4 separate regions of the Mus musculus genome follow, and all the other regions are linked to region 3. The links are chromatin contacts, called in public ChIA-PET, Hi-C and promoter capture Hi-C maps. All regions are on one chromosome and are shown on one strand. The core of a region is the stretch at or near the end of the contact, and the rest is flanking DNA. Distances in the headings are between cores, read along the strand shown. Region 1 holds the start of Grm3 (glutamate receptor, metabotropic 3). Region 2 has its middle 66 kb from the start of Slc25a40. Region 3 holds the start of Tmem243 (transmembrane protein 243, mitochondrial). Region 4 has its middle 34 kb from the start of Slc25a40.

The links. Promoter capture Hi-C pulls out the DNA fragments that hold promoters and counts their contacts. Hi-C and Micro-C count contacts between places; a contact is called where the count stands out from the background. ChIA-PET counts read pairs in DNA pulled down with a chosen protein or histone mark.
Region 1: a promoter capture Hi-C map of second pharyngeal arch cranial neural crest shows a contact between it and region 3. The contact joins the promoter of Grm3 here to the promoter of Tmem243 in region 3. A contact is called at or near these places in 5 of 39 promoter capture datasets (cranial neural crest, frontonasal cranial neural crest, maxillary cranial neural crest and 2 more) and 1 of 115 datasets of contacts at active chromatin or transcription factors (astrocytes).
Region 2: a Hi-C map of embryonic stem cells shows a contact between it and region 3, with 4 times the contacts expected there. The contact joins the enhancer-like site here to the promoter of Tmem243 in region 3. A contact is called at or near these places in 15 of 39 promoter capture datasets (the 3T3-L1 cell line, 3T3-L1-derived adipocytes, the C10 cell line and 8 more), 3 of 15 datasets of contacts at CTCF or cohesin (CD8 T cells, the NIH/3T3 cell line and large pre-B cells), 54 of 484 Hi-C or Micro-C datasets (3T3-L1-derived adipocytes, the BV-2 cell line, CD4 T cells and 30 more), 17 of 115 datasets of contacts at active chromatin or transcription factors (the 230-238 cell line, T-cell acute lymphoblastic leukemia, astrocytes and 10 more) and 2 of 9 other capture datasets (adipose tissue and embryonic stem cells).
Region 4: a contact with region 3 is called in an RNA polymerase II ChIA-PET map of effector CD8 T cells, with 16 read pairs. The contact joins the enhancer-like site here to the promoter of Tmem243 in region 3. A contact is called at or near these places in 15 of 39 promoter capture datasets (the 3T3-L1 cell line, the C10 cell line, the HPC-7 cell line and 8 more), 2 of 15 datasets of contacts at CTCF or cohesin (large pre-B cells and pro-B cells), 11 of 115 datasets of contacts at active chromatin or transcription factors (the 230-238 cell line, T-cell acute lymphoblastic leukemia, bone marrow-derived macrophages and 7 more) and 1 of 9 other capture datasets (adipose tissue).

What each region holds. Positions count from the first base shown.
Region 1 is chr5:9,723,916-9,726,615 of GRCm38.p6, reverse strand. It overlaps Grm3 (glutamate receptor, metabotropic 3), which reads left to right and starts at 1,264. Exons shown (of 6, transcript NM_181850.2): 1 at 1,264-1,486.
Region 2 is chr5:8,487,462-8,490,161 of GRCm38.p6, reverse strand. No RefSeq gene overlaps it. Among named protein-coding and RNA genes, the nearest start is that of Slc25a40, 66 kb to the right of the region's middle. Within about 2 kb of position 1,296, at least 35 of the 459 cell types and tissues checked have an H3K27ac peak or open chromatin away from gene starts, as enhancers often do. A contact at or near this core is called in cortical neurons, embryonic forebrain and embryonic stem cells, where this site is marked.
Region 3 is chr5:9,099,328-9,102,027 of GRCm38.p6, reverse strand. It overlaps Tmem243 (transmembrane protein 243, mitochondrial), which reads right to left and starts at 1,291. Exons shown (of 5, transcript NM_001081029.1): 1 at 1,169-1,291; 2 at 633-811. The coding sequence starts at 710.
Region 4 is chr5:8,455,334-8,458,034 of GRCm38.p6, reverse strand. No RefSeq gene overlaps it. Among named protein-coding and RNA genes, the nearest start is that of Slc25a40, 34 kb to the right of the region's middle. Within about 2 kb of position 1,279, at least 51 of the 459 cell types and tissues checked have an H3K27ac peak or open chromatin away from gene starts, as enhancers often do. A contact at or near this core is called in the 230-238 cell line, the SN4741 cell line, T-cell acute lymphoblastic leukemia and 3 more, where this site is marked.

The DNA of each region.
Region 1 (2,700 bases), core at 15-2,514, 620 kb before region 3:
AGTCACAGAATGATAAGCTGGGGTTTTTCCTTTAGGAAGCTATCTCTAGCTCCCGGTCTATTGAAGCTATTTCCGTGTGCTGTTTTTCTTTTTTTTTCTTTTTTTTTTTTCTTTGTGCCTACGTCACCGATTTGAGGCATTTATTTATTTAATTTTAAAAAGAAAGAAAAGGTTCTGTGAAGACCCTCTTAACAAAAAAGTAGGACTAGAGAAAGATTAATGTGAAACTGGAAAAGGTTAGCTCCAAGGGGTCAGTGTGGTTGCACCGGAGGATAAGAAAGAAGAGACTATCTAAGCACTTCCCTAGAATCTTTTTCCACCTAAGAAATTTGGGAGAATGCGAAAAAGCAGCAGCCCAGCATTCTTGAAGGGGCGTGGCTTCTCTCAAGGGGCTATCCAATCGAATTCCTTCAGAGGGAGCTATCCCGAGAAGATTGATGAGCGTTGCTAGGAAACAGGAGCGTCTCCCTCCCTGCTGACCCAGAGATTGTGCTGCACAAGCCTCCCCAGGGGTTCGCAATGTGCAGTTGAACCGCGTGTGGGGCAAAGCTGCGTATCGGCCTCCTGGGTTCACTCGCTCACACTGCTCCCTCTTTCGCCGTCTCCTCCAAGAGTAGTCAGCCTTTTACATAGGGACCACAGGAGAGTTCTTACTAGGAATGACTGTAGGTCCCTGCCCACCCGCGTGCCGTGAGCCTTAGCAGAGCTTCAAAGTTGGAGCCACCTCCCACTCTACCTCCCCACGCCCCTTCACGCCACTGCTCCGAAATTCACCAACCTTTGTATGCATTGCCTAAGGACTGCAAACCTTGGGGCAGAGAAGCTCTCAACCCCGCCAGGCTTTCTGTATTGTAACCTTTGGGTCTAGGTACAGTAGCTCACTGAAGACTCTGCAGCTACACCCCTATAAACGGAGGGAAGAAGGGGGAAGGGAAAGGAGGAGAAAGGAAAGGAGAAGAATGAGGAGGAGAGGATGTCAGAAGGTCCGTGCCTCTCTGCCTGAGTCCCAGTTAGATGCGACTGTTTCTGCCTGGCCAAGGTGAAGGAAAGTTGCTTGTGAGCCCAGGAAGTGGGTTTGGCTGCAAAGAGGAGGAGGGCGCCTGGGCTCTAAAGCTCCCCTCCCTTCTGCTGAAGACCACTGGGTCCCCTTCTTCCCAACCTCCTCCTGCTCTTCTCCTCTAGCCCTCCCTTTTCCCACTCCTCCTTGACTCGGAGGCCTGGATGCTGGGCCACCGGGCAGTGGTCCAGCGCGCAGCCGGGCGGGGGCGGGGGCAGGGGGCACTGTGACAGGAAGCTTCGCGCACAAGTTGGCCATTTCAGGGGCAAAATAAGTTCTCCCTTGGATTTAGAAAGGACAAAGGCAGCAAGCTCCCTCTTTTGTGTCGGATGAAGAGGACCAACCATGAGCCAGAGCTTGGGTGCAGGCTCACCGCTGCCGCTACCACCGCGGTCAGCTTCAGTTCCTGCCAGGAGTTGACCGTGCGAGGTAAGCAGCCCAGAAGGGGACCTGCCCCTCTGGAGGGTGCCCAGCCAGGGCGCAGGAGCTCGGGTGCCGCGTGGGGCAGGCAAAGCGAGGAAAGTTGAGGCAGAGCACGGACCAGTCCCTACATATCTATCTGCCAGGGGGTGGAAAACGTGGGTCATAGGAGCAATGTGGGTGTGAGTGAGAGAGTGAGTTTGTGTGTGCGCGCGCTACTGTCCCTTCAAGAAGGGGCCAATTTCAGAGCATAGATCTGCAGCCAGAGAAGGAGAGGTAGAGGGACTAATTAGAGAGACAGGTCTCATTCTCCAACCGCCTCCATCCAGCTTTGCGCTTGGGGGTTTTATAAGGCTTTGTGCACAGGAACCCTGTGATGTGTGGCTCACACACTGGTAGCTGCATGTGGGTGTGGAGGTTGTCAGGCAGGAGGATAGCGGTCAGCAGGACCCCCTGGTGCTGCCAGGATAAGCTCCGCAGCCAGGGGCAGACAGAGGTTCACCCACCAGCAAACGTGCTTGGAAATTAGCCCTAACTCGCTGCCCTTTGCTCTTTTTGACTTGAGCCAAAAAAGAAATTCAAGAACCAGACTCAAAGCATATCTACCCATTGATCCTGTTCCATTTTCTTATCTGGCAGTGAGATAACTCGGAGAGGGCGGGAGATCCGTGGTCCAAAAATAGACTAGGTTATATAGCCAATAAGCTGATTCTTTCGGAATTTCACTTGGATTTCCTTCTAGTTCCTCTATGAGGTAAGAAACATTTAAGGGTCTCTTAAAGGTATAATACATTCAGAGAGCTGGTTTAAGGGAGTGAACAGATGCTTTCAAAATATCTTAGAGTGCTGCAAATTCTGAAGACAAAACTCCACCTCTCTCAAAATGTATGGTCACCAATTCAACTAATTTACTTATAAAATAGTTCTACTCCTGTTTGAACAGTAATAGGTATGTTATAGATACATTGAATATATACATGCCCAATGTAATCACACAGTAGTACAAAGCAAGTTATGATTTTTATGAGTTTTAGTGTTAAGCACCTCAGCAGTTGGTTGCTTAAATTTCTTTGTTCCTGGCCCCCAGGACTGCTTGTTTAGCAACTTTGTTGGGGTTAGAGGTGGGGTTAACATCCATCCCTTTGGAAATATTCATTTAACTGTCTTCATATCTAAATTGGCTTTGATTTATCTGATCGCAGTTTGAGGTTGCTACTTGAACT
Region 2 (2,700 bases), core at 47-2,546, 610 kb after region 3:
CCTTATATAGCACATGACATTTTGAGAGTTACTGACTACATATAGGACAATGGTCCCAAGTAACTGAGAGAAGTTGAAAAATTCCTATCCCTTAGTGACATCACAACTCTCTAATATAAAACTGACAGAAATTCTGATATATTCTGAATTTCTTATAATTCAAGAACCAAAGAGTAGAGGGAAAGATAAAGTCCAGTCAACTCGTAGTTTACAGGCAAAACCCGGACACGGTTATAGTCATGGCCTGGAAATATGTTAACATGTTGCCATCATGTGGCCATATGATGTAATTAAAATTTGTAGTAAAGAATATAAGGCACTGAGTATAAAACAGATGTCTCCTATATTCCTTTATTCATTTTTTTGAACCTCTCCAGGAGCACCAGGACTGATGTATAACGGACTTGGGGATTCTTTCCAAAGAGTCCTTCTCATCACAGTATGTATCAGTCTACATATCTATATACATGATATGTAGCGAACAGTGTATTTCCTGGCTTCCCCCACTGTGTGTTGTAACATAGATACAGGCACGGCAGAGAGTAGCTGATTTTTTTTTTTTTTATTAAACTCAGCCTAAACTGTGTATAAGCCCTTTTCCTGTTAACAAGGCAGTGGCCCTCAGAGTCTGGTGACATGTTTCAGCAATCTGGCAAAGTGTTCTATCTGCAGTAAGAATTGCAAATCAAATTATGTTTTCACATTCAATTTGCAAGTGTTTTCTGCAGATTTTTTTGATTTATGTTCATTAAGGAGACTGGACTATAGTTTCCTTTTTTATTATGTCTTCATGCAGTTTTGGTATCAGGTTGATTATGGTTTCATAAAATGAGTTTAGTAGTGCTCTTTGTTCTTTCTGACAAGATAAAGGCAACCAGAGACAATAAAACATTTAAATATATTAGATCTACCCCAAATGAAAAAATTCTTATTGTGGAAGCTGTATTCTGTAGCCATGAACCCCACAGTACACCCTTTTGTTCTTATTGTGGAAGCTATATTGTGTAGCTGAGTATCCCACAGTACACCCTTTTGTTCTTATTGTGGAAGCTGTATTGTGTAGCTGTGTACCCCACAGTACACCCTTTTGTTCTTATTGTGGAAGCTGTATTGTGTAGCTGTATACCCCACAGTACACCCTTTTGTTCTTATTGTGGAAGCTGTATTGTGTAGCTGTGTATCCCACAGTACACCCTTTTGTTCTTATTGTGGAAGCTGTATTGTGCAGCTGTGTATCCCACAGTACACCCTTTTGTCTCAGCAGCTTTACTTGCAAATGCTTTCTGCAGTGCATCTATTGGTCTGGTTCCAGAACTCTGGCTTCTGTTATACTATCAATACTGGAGCCTCCCTGGGACTCCTCTGGGATATCCTGTCACTGCCCTGTGTCATGGAGATCCTGTAGTTTTGGATTGCAGGACTGGCCCTTTCGCACTCTTCGACAGTTCATAGATGGGGTAGATGTTGGGGAGGGTCAATGTTAAAGTCCTGGATTTGGGCCTGGCTTGTAGCTGAGCTGGTCAGTACACCAGCTCCCCCATACTGAAACCACCATGGGAGAGCTCTCTGGCAGAACACTGACTAGCCCACCCAATGCTGCAGCCAGCAAGAGGCAGAGCCAGCTCTTCTACTCTCATGCCCTCGTGCCGATTCATCCCAACCCAGCAGGGCCAGCTCTGCTGTCCAGTTGAGGTGTGGGCTGCTCTCCCAAGTACTACACCCAGCAAGGGGCTGTGCCAACTCTCTTGTTCTCATGCTTTGGGACTGGCTTACATGTGACCCCTTGCAACCAAGGACAGCTCTACTGTGCTGACCAGGAGGGCCTGCTGAGTACTGCTCGGAGACAGCTCTCCTGCTCTCATGACCTTGGGGGCCAGCTCTCCCATCTTCCATAGGTGGTGAGGTGGGGGAGGGCATCTCTCCCTTGCCACAGCACCACACATTAGACAAGTGGCCAGGCCAGCTCTCCCACACTTACACCCCAGGACCAGCTCACTCACAACCCCCCAGCAACCAGGGCCAGCTTTGCTCTGCTCCCTGGGTGAGATGTGGGGCCCCTTCTCCTGAGTACTGCAGTTGGAGACTATGGACATCCGCCTGGCCTTTGGTGGGAATAGACCCCTGCTGTTGCAGGTCCATGAACTTAGACATGGCCCTGGCTGGCAGCATGGGCCAGGACCCCACCATAACCCCAGGTGGCATCACCAGCCACCCTCATCAGGCTGTTCTTCACACTCTCAGCAGTTCTACCTCCCTTCACTGTACAAACATCCCTCTCCCTCTCTGTCTCTCCACCACTACTTGCTCATCATCATAATGATGCCTGGGGCCTCTGTGTTTCTGGTGTCATCTCAGGAGTGTTATGTCCCACCCATTCACTGGACATGGATTGCCTAAGGCATGGACTACCCAGCCAGGCCTGCATGACACTGGCTGGGGGGTCTTCTCTGGTGTGGTCTGTCTGACTGGGTAGCATGGTACCTGACTGGCTCAACTTGCTTTTTATAGGTGTTCTGCATCTTGGTGTCCAGAGACAGGGTCCAGATTTTATTCCTGAGTCTTAGGCCTAGTGTTTTCTTTCACTGCGTTATTCAGTGCTTAAAGTTTCACAAAAGACAACTAACTAATGTCATTAAGTATTTTCTAAGTTCTGATGTCTTTGTAGTGTATTTGTACAAGACAAAGCTGAATTTGCCTGCT
Region 3 (2,700 bases), core at 42-2,541:
TATGCTGAATACAGAGTTTCTTGATTGTCCCCAAGGCAAGGGGGCTGGGGGTGGGGAGCAAGTTTCAGAAAGTTAACGCTAAGTACAGAGAAAGACTTTTGTTGACTGCAGGCCAGAGGCTCTATCTAGTCAAGCTTCTAGAAAACGGTTAGTGCCTCTGCCTATTTGAGAGCTGGGACCCTTTGTTTGATCACCTCCTGGGATTGTGGCCAACATCCACCTTCATGGAGCTGCTTCACATCCTCATCCTCTTAAGAACTCTAGGTAAGCAATCATCAGAAGCAACCCTGGGCTCTCGATGCACTCCTGAAACCACTAAAGCCCTGGACGCACACCTGAAGTGTGGAGCTGGAAAGTGCGCTTATGCAACCTTCGCAGGACTTTCCCTCCACGGTGGGGTTTCCGCACTCTCCGTAAGGGCTTCCCACAAACTGCCCAGAACTTTCTGAACTTTTCTCCACTCCAAACTGCTCTTGGTGCAGAGTGCAGGGCAAACATCCCAAGAGAGGGGCGGGACGGCAAGAACAGTTCTTCCCACTTCCAAGTACCCTCCAGGCAGGCTGCAAGGAGCCAGCGGGGTGGAGGGAGGCGGGATTCTCGCACTCTGGCCCGGGGCCCACTCCCGCACTCACCTTGGCAGACGTCTCCCCGAACAGAGGTCTGTTATCCAGGCCGCTGGTCCCGTAGGTCCTGGTAGCAAAGTCCTCCATTTTAGGGCTGCTTCGCTCGTCCCCGGACGCTCAAAAGCGAGTCCGCATCAGCTCGCGAAGTCCGGACGCCCGCCCCTCACGGCGCACGCATGGCCCGGGCCCTGGGGGGGTGGGGAGGGCGGGAAATCCCGACGGGGCGACTGTCACTCCCGGGGGCCCCTGGCCGCTCCGCCCCAGCCCCGCCGTCCTCATCTCCAGCGGCCGCCGCGGGAAGTGAAAGGAAACAAACAGCGCTTGGCCGCCGCCCCGCCCGCGCCCGCCGCCCCCAATCTCGGCCGGGGCTCCACCGGGAGAAAGTTTGCCTGGCGCGAGTCCCCCGCGCGGCGGGGCGGCGGGAGTGAAGTTGCGGGCCGGGCGGCCCCGCACACCACCCTAGCTCGGCTGAGAGCTCCGCATCCGCCCGCTCGCGTCCCGTCCCCCGTGCTCCCCGCAGCCCCGGCTGCGCCCGCAAGCCAGACCTCGGCGTCCCGCGCCGCGCGCGCGGCGGATCCAGGCAGCGGCCGCGACCCCGAGCCGTGGCCCCCACACGCCGGCCGGACGCCGGCGCCGTGCGGCGAGTCCCCCCGGGCTCTCCGGTCCGGGACCTGCGGCCACTGTCGCAAACCGGTCGGGCCCGCCCAGATCGCGTCACGACTCAGGCAGCCAATCCCACGGGCAGAGGCGCCGCCTGGGCTGCAGAGCTTTATTTACAGAGGTGCGGGTCGTCCCACCGAGGCGCGGGTCCCCGCTGCCAAGCGTTTCTCCGCCTCTTGGCAATTGGCGGCTGCGCGGTGCACGTAGTGGCTAAAGCAGGGTTCTGAAGACCGACTCGAATTTGGCGTCTTAAAACCCGACAACCTGCTTCGACCACTCCAGGATTTGGATGTGGACACTTTACAGTATCGGAGGCAATCGTGTATGCGTGTTTTATTCTGTATTACACACAGAATAAGAGGTCCTAGTTTACATAAACAGTTAGGTATTTCGTTGCCTGGTCCAGTGGGGGTGCTGCCACAGGCCAGAGCTTCGCATCTTGGGCCTTTTTGGAGTCTTGGGGCTTAGAGAGCTGAATGGAATGGACAAGCTGCACAAGTACCGTCGCTCTACATTTGAAGTTCTTCCTAAAAGCTAAAAACCAAACAACTACACTAATAGGATTGGGCTGACACTAATACCTAGCTAGATTCAAGAAAGTTCGGAAAGTGTTAGTGTGCAGGAGACTCTAAGCTGAAGCGATACCTCCACGAACGCTTAGAATCTAGACATGGGTTCCAGTGCCACGCAACAGTTTAGAACAAGGGATGGAATAACAACCACAACGAACTTCCAGCCCTGAGTACACGTAAGTATTATACATATCCCCATTGCCCAATCATTACACGTGTTTTACAAATTAGCTGTTTACTCGCGACTTTACCTTAACAACAGCAATACTACATAATCCAGCACCCACTTCTATTAAAAGTTCTATTTAAAGATTCATATTAAAAGGTCCTACAAATTAATTCACTTACTTATATTCAGTTTCATTCAACAAAAAATATTTTTGAGGCTCTAGGCTGTAATCCTTTGAATATTAGGGACAGTCTAGACTAAGTAGCAAGACCCTGTCTCAAAATAATAAAATAAAAACTAACAATACTTTGAGAATCTGCTGTGTGCTAAGCAACTATCCACCAAAATAACACAGTAATTATGGGCCTTGGTCAACAACCCCAAAAGATGCCATAATACCAAATTTGATATACAGTCAAATCAAAATCCATAAAGTCTAAAATTCTGAAAGGTTAAAGTTCTGGAAATATTATTCTGGGAAAAAATAAAGACTTTAAATACAAGTATATTTTTTAAAGTATAGTTATTTGAGAAACAAGAGAACATATAGGCAACGTTTTATAGTAAAATAGGTAACATACATATTTGGAAATTATATTCACCTCTGTGCTCTGCTGCTGTGGTGACTGGGTGGGGAGGAAGCATTTAGAATATTCATATTTAGGTCACAGGCCGG
Region 4 (2,701 bases), core at 30-2,529, 640 kb after region 3:
ACCCTAAAACAAAACAATATACCTCTTCTCAGCACCTCATGGTACCTTCTCCAAAACTGACCATATGATTGGGCACAAAACAGGCCTCAACCAATACAAGAAGACTGAAATAATCCCATGCATCCTATCAGACGATTACGAATTAAAGCTGGTCTTCAGTAAGAACCAAAACTACAGTAAGCCCACATACCCATGGAAACTGAACAACTCAAGTTGGTGATGCTTACCTCTGTAATTCCTGACCTCTTTCCTAGGTTTCCCATTTCCAGGGTTGTCTCCATTTGTGTTTTCTTTATTGTTTCCACTTCCACTTTTAGGTTTTGACTGCTTTATTCAATTCCTTCATCTGTTTGATTGTGTTTTCCTGTATTTCTTCCTTCCGTGGGGCCTTCCAACTGTGGGGTCTTAAGAGGGGTAGAGGAGCTAAGTATCCGTTGCCCTGGCTGCAGTAGATCTCCTGTGAGGCCTTTAGACTCTTTGGTTTTCAGAGGAGCAGTCAACTTGTTGCCCTGTGTGCAGATGTTCTCCAGGGAGGCCTATGGACTGTGGTTTCTGTTCCCCTGTGTACAGAACTCCAGGGAGGCTTTCAGACTGTTGGGTTACTTGCCCCAGTTGTCAGAACTGATTCTATCCTGTGTGGAACCTGGGGCTTGAACACAGGTTGTTATGCTTGGTGGCAAACATCTTTACCTATTGAGCTATCTTTCCAGATTTAAAATGTCTTAATAAATGTTGACAGATTAACAAATAAAAGCAACAGTCTCTAATTCTAAAATGGGAATTTTAGAATTCTAATTCTAATTTTGGAAAAATGTAAAAGTAATACAGTGAATAAAATTTTCATGTGTCCCTAAATTTATGCCCAAGAAAAGTAGAGAAAAAAAAATCATGTGTCATATGCAAGAACATTTTTGGGGAAAATTGAATTTTACTCCATTTTGTAAAAAGCCAGATATGTATTAGGTTAATGTGTATGTGGTTAAAGGTTTTAATACATTTCTTTAAAAACAGTATTTCAGTAATAAATTATGAGAACTTAACTTTTCTTTAACATTAAACCTTAAGTTTGTATCCTTTATAATAATCATCACTAGGATTGTCATTTTGCCCAAATCCCTAGAAAGAAGCAACTTGAGAGAAGTGTCCATTGTGGCTTATCCCCAGGAATGTAGCTTATCGTGGTGGCAGCAAGAGTGTGAAGCAGGCTGGTTACACTGCACTGCCAACCTAGAGAAAGAGTGCCAACCTGAAGCCCCACCCACAGTGACTCACTGTCTCCATCAAGGCTCTAGCTACTAAAGAACCCACAACTTCTAAAACAAGGCTACCAACTGTGGACTGAGTGTTTAAACATAGGCACGTATGAGGAACGTCTCACATTCAGGCAACAACCAACCACATGACAAAGAACGTGCATATACACTCTGCAAATCCCACGTGAATGCACCAAAAACCTAACAAGCATACAGGGTCAAAAGCTTAGTTTGTTACTATAATGTGATATCTGAGGATAGCCATTCAAGCCAACAATGGTTACATTAATTTAGAAGAGAAAAGTTTTGGAGAAAATTTAAAGAGTAATATTTATTTCAGAAACTAAATGTATTCAAATACTACTATAAAACAAAGTTATTTTCCAAATATTAATGCTAATGAGTTAAAAGTAGGGAAAATGTCATTTTTTAAAACAATTTCTTGTGTATGGGTGTTTTGCCTACACTCTTATGTATATAGACACGTATGTATATATACTACGTGTATGTAGTGCCTGTGGAAGCCCACTGGAACTGAAGCTACAGATAGTTGTGAAGTACCATGTGGTTGCTGGGAAAGGAACTCAGGTTCTCTGGAAGAGCAGTCAATGCTTGTAAGCTGAGCCAGATTTCCAGTCCCAATTTACACTTCTTATCCAGCTGCATGGCTTGCAATGTGTCACTAACAAAAATGTAGTTAACTTATTTTTGTCCTAATCACTTTTTTTTGGCAAGAATAGGGGACCTTTTCCCATATTAACAATAATACTATTTCAAATATGTTTCTATGCTCTGTTCCCTGCTCTTTTCTAACAATAAAAAAGAAATATAACAACTTAAGGGAAAGGTTAAGTTTAATAATGAACTTTCATGTATGTATTTCATAGCATTTTATAGTGATTGTATATGAAAGCCAGTGGTACTTCTAAGCAAGCACAACATATTTTAATTAAAAAAAAAAAAAGGAAAGGAAATCACTTTTGTGGTTTCTCTCTTCCTGTCAACTGTAATGCTAAGTGAAGGCCCCAAAGTAATTCTGATTGGAGAATAAAGATGCCAACAGCCAATAGCTGGGCAGAAGAGACACAGGTGGGCTTAGAGAGACCACAAGGAGAGAGCAGGAAGAAGGCACCAGGAATACAGGAAGAAGTATTGTGTGAAATGTTAAATGGTAATCCACACTATCACTGGCAAGGCACAGGAGGCCAGGCCAGGCCAGCCAGAGTTCTCCCACTAGGATGCTAAGTTCCCATGGTGGGATGTTGCCACCCATGGCCCACACTTCCCAATTCCCGTTGCTGGCTGGGGTGCCCTGTCGTCGTACTTTTCTCTGGATCCCAGTTGAGACTCCACTTGAAGAAAAACCACACAATCTTAGCTTAGGATCAACGGGTAACACAATGCTGGGCACAGAAACTATCTTCATAATTTTGTAAGCTACTTTAAGT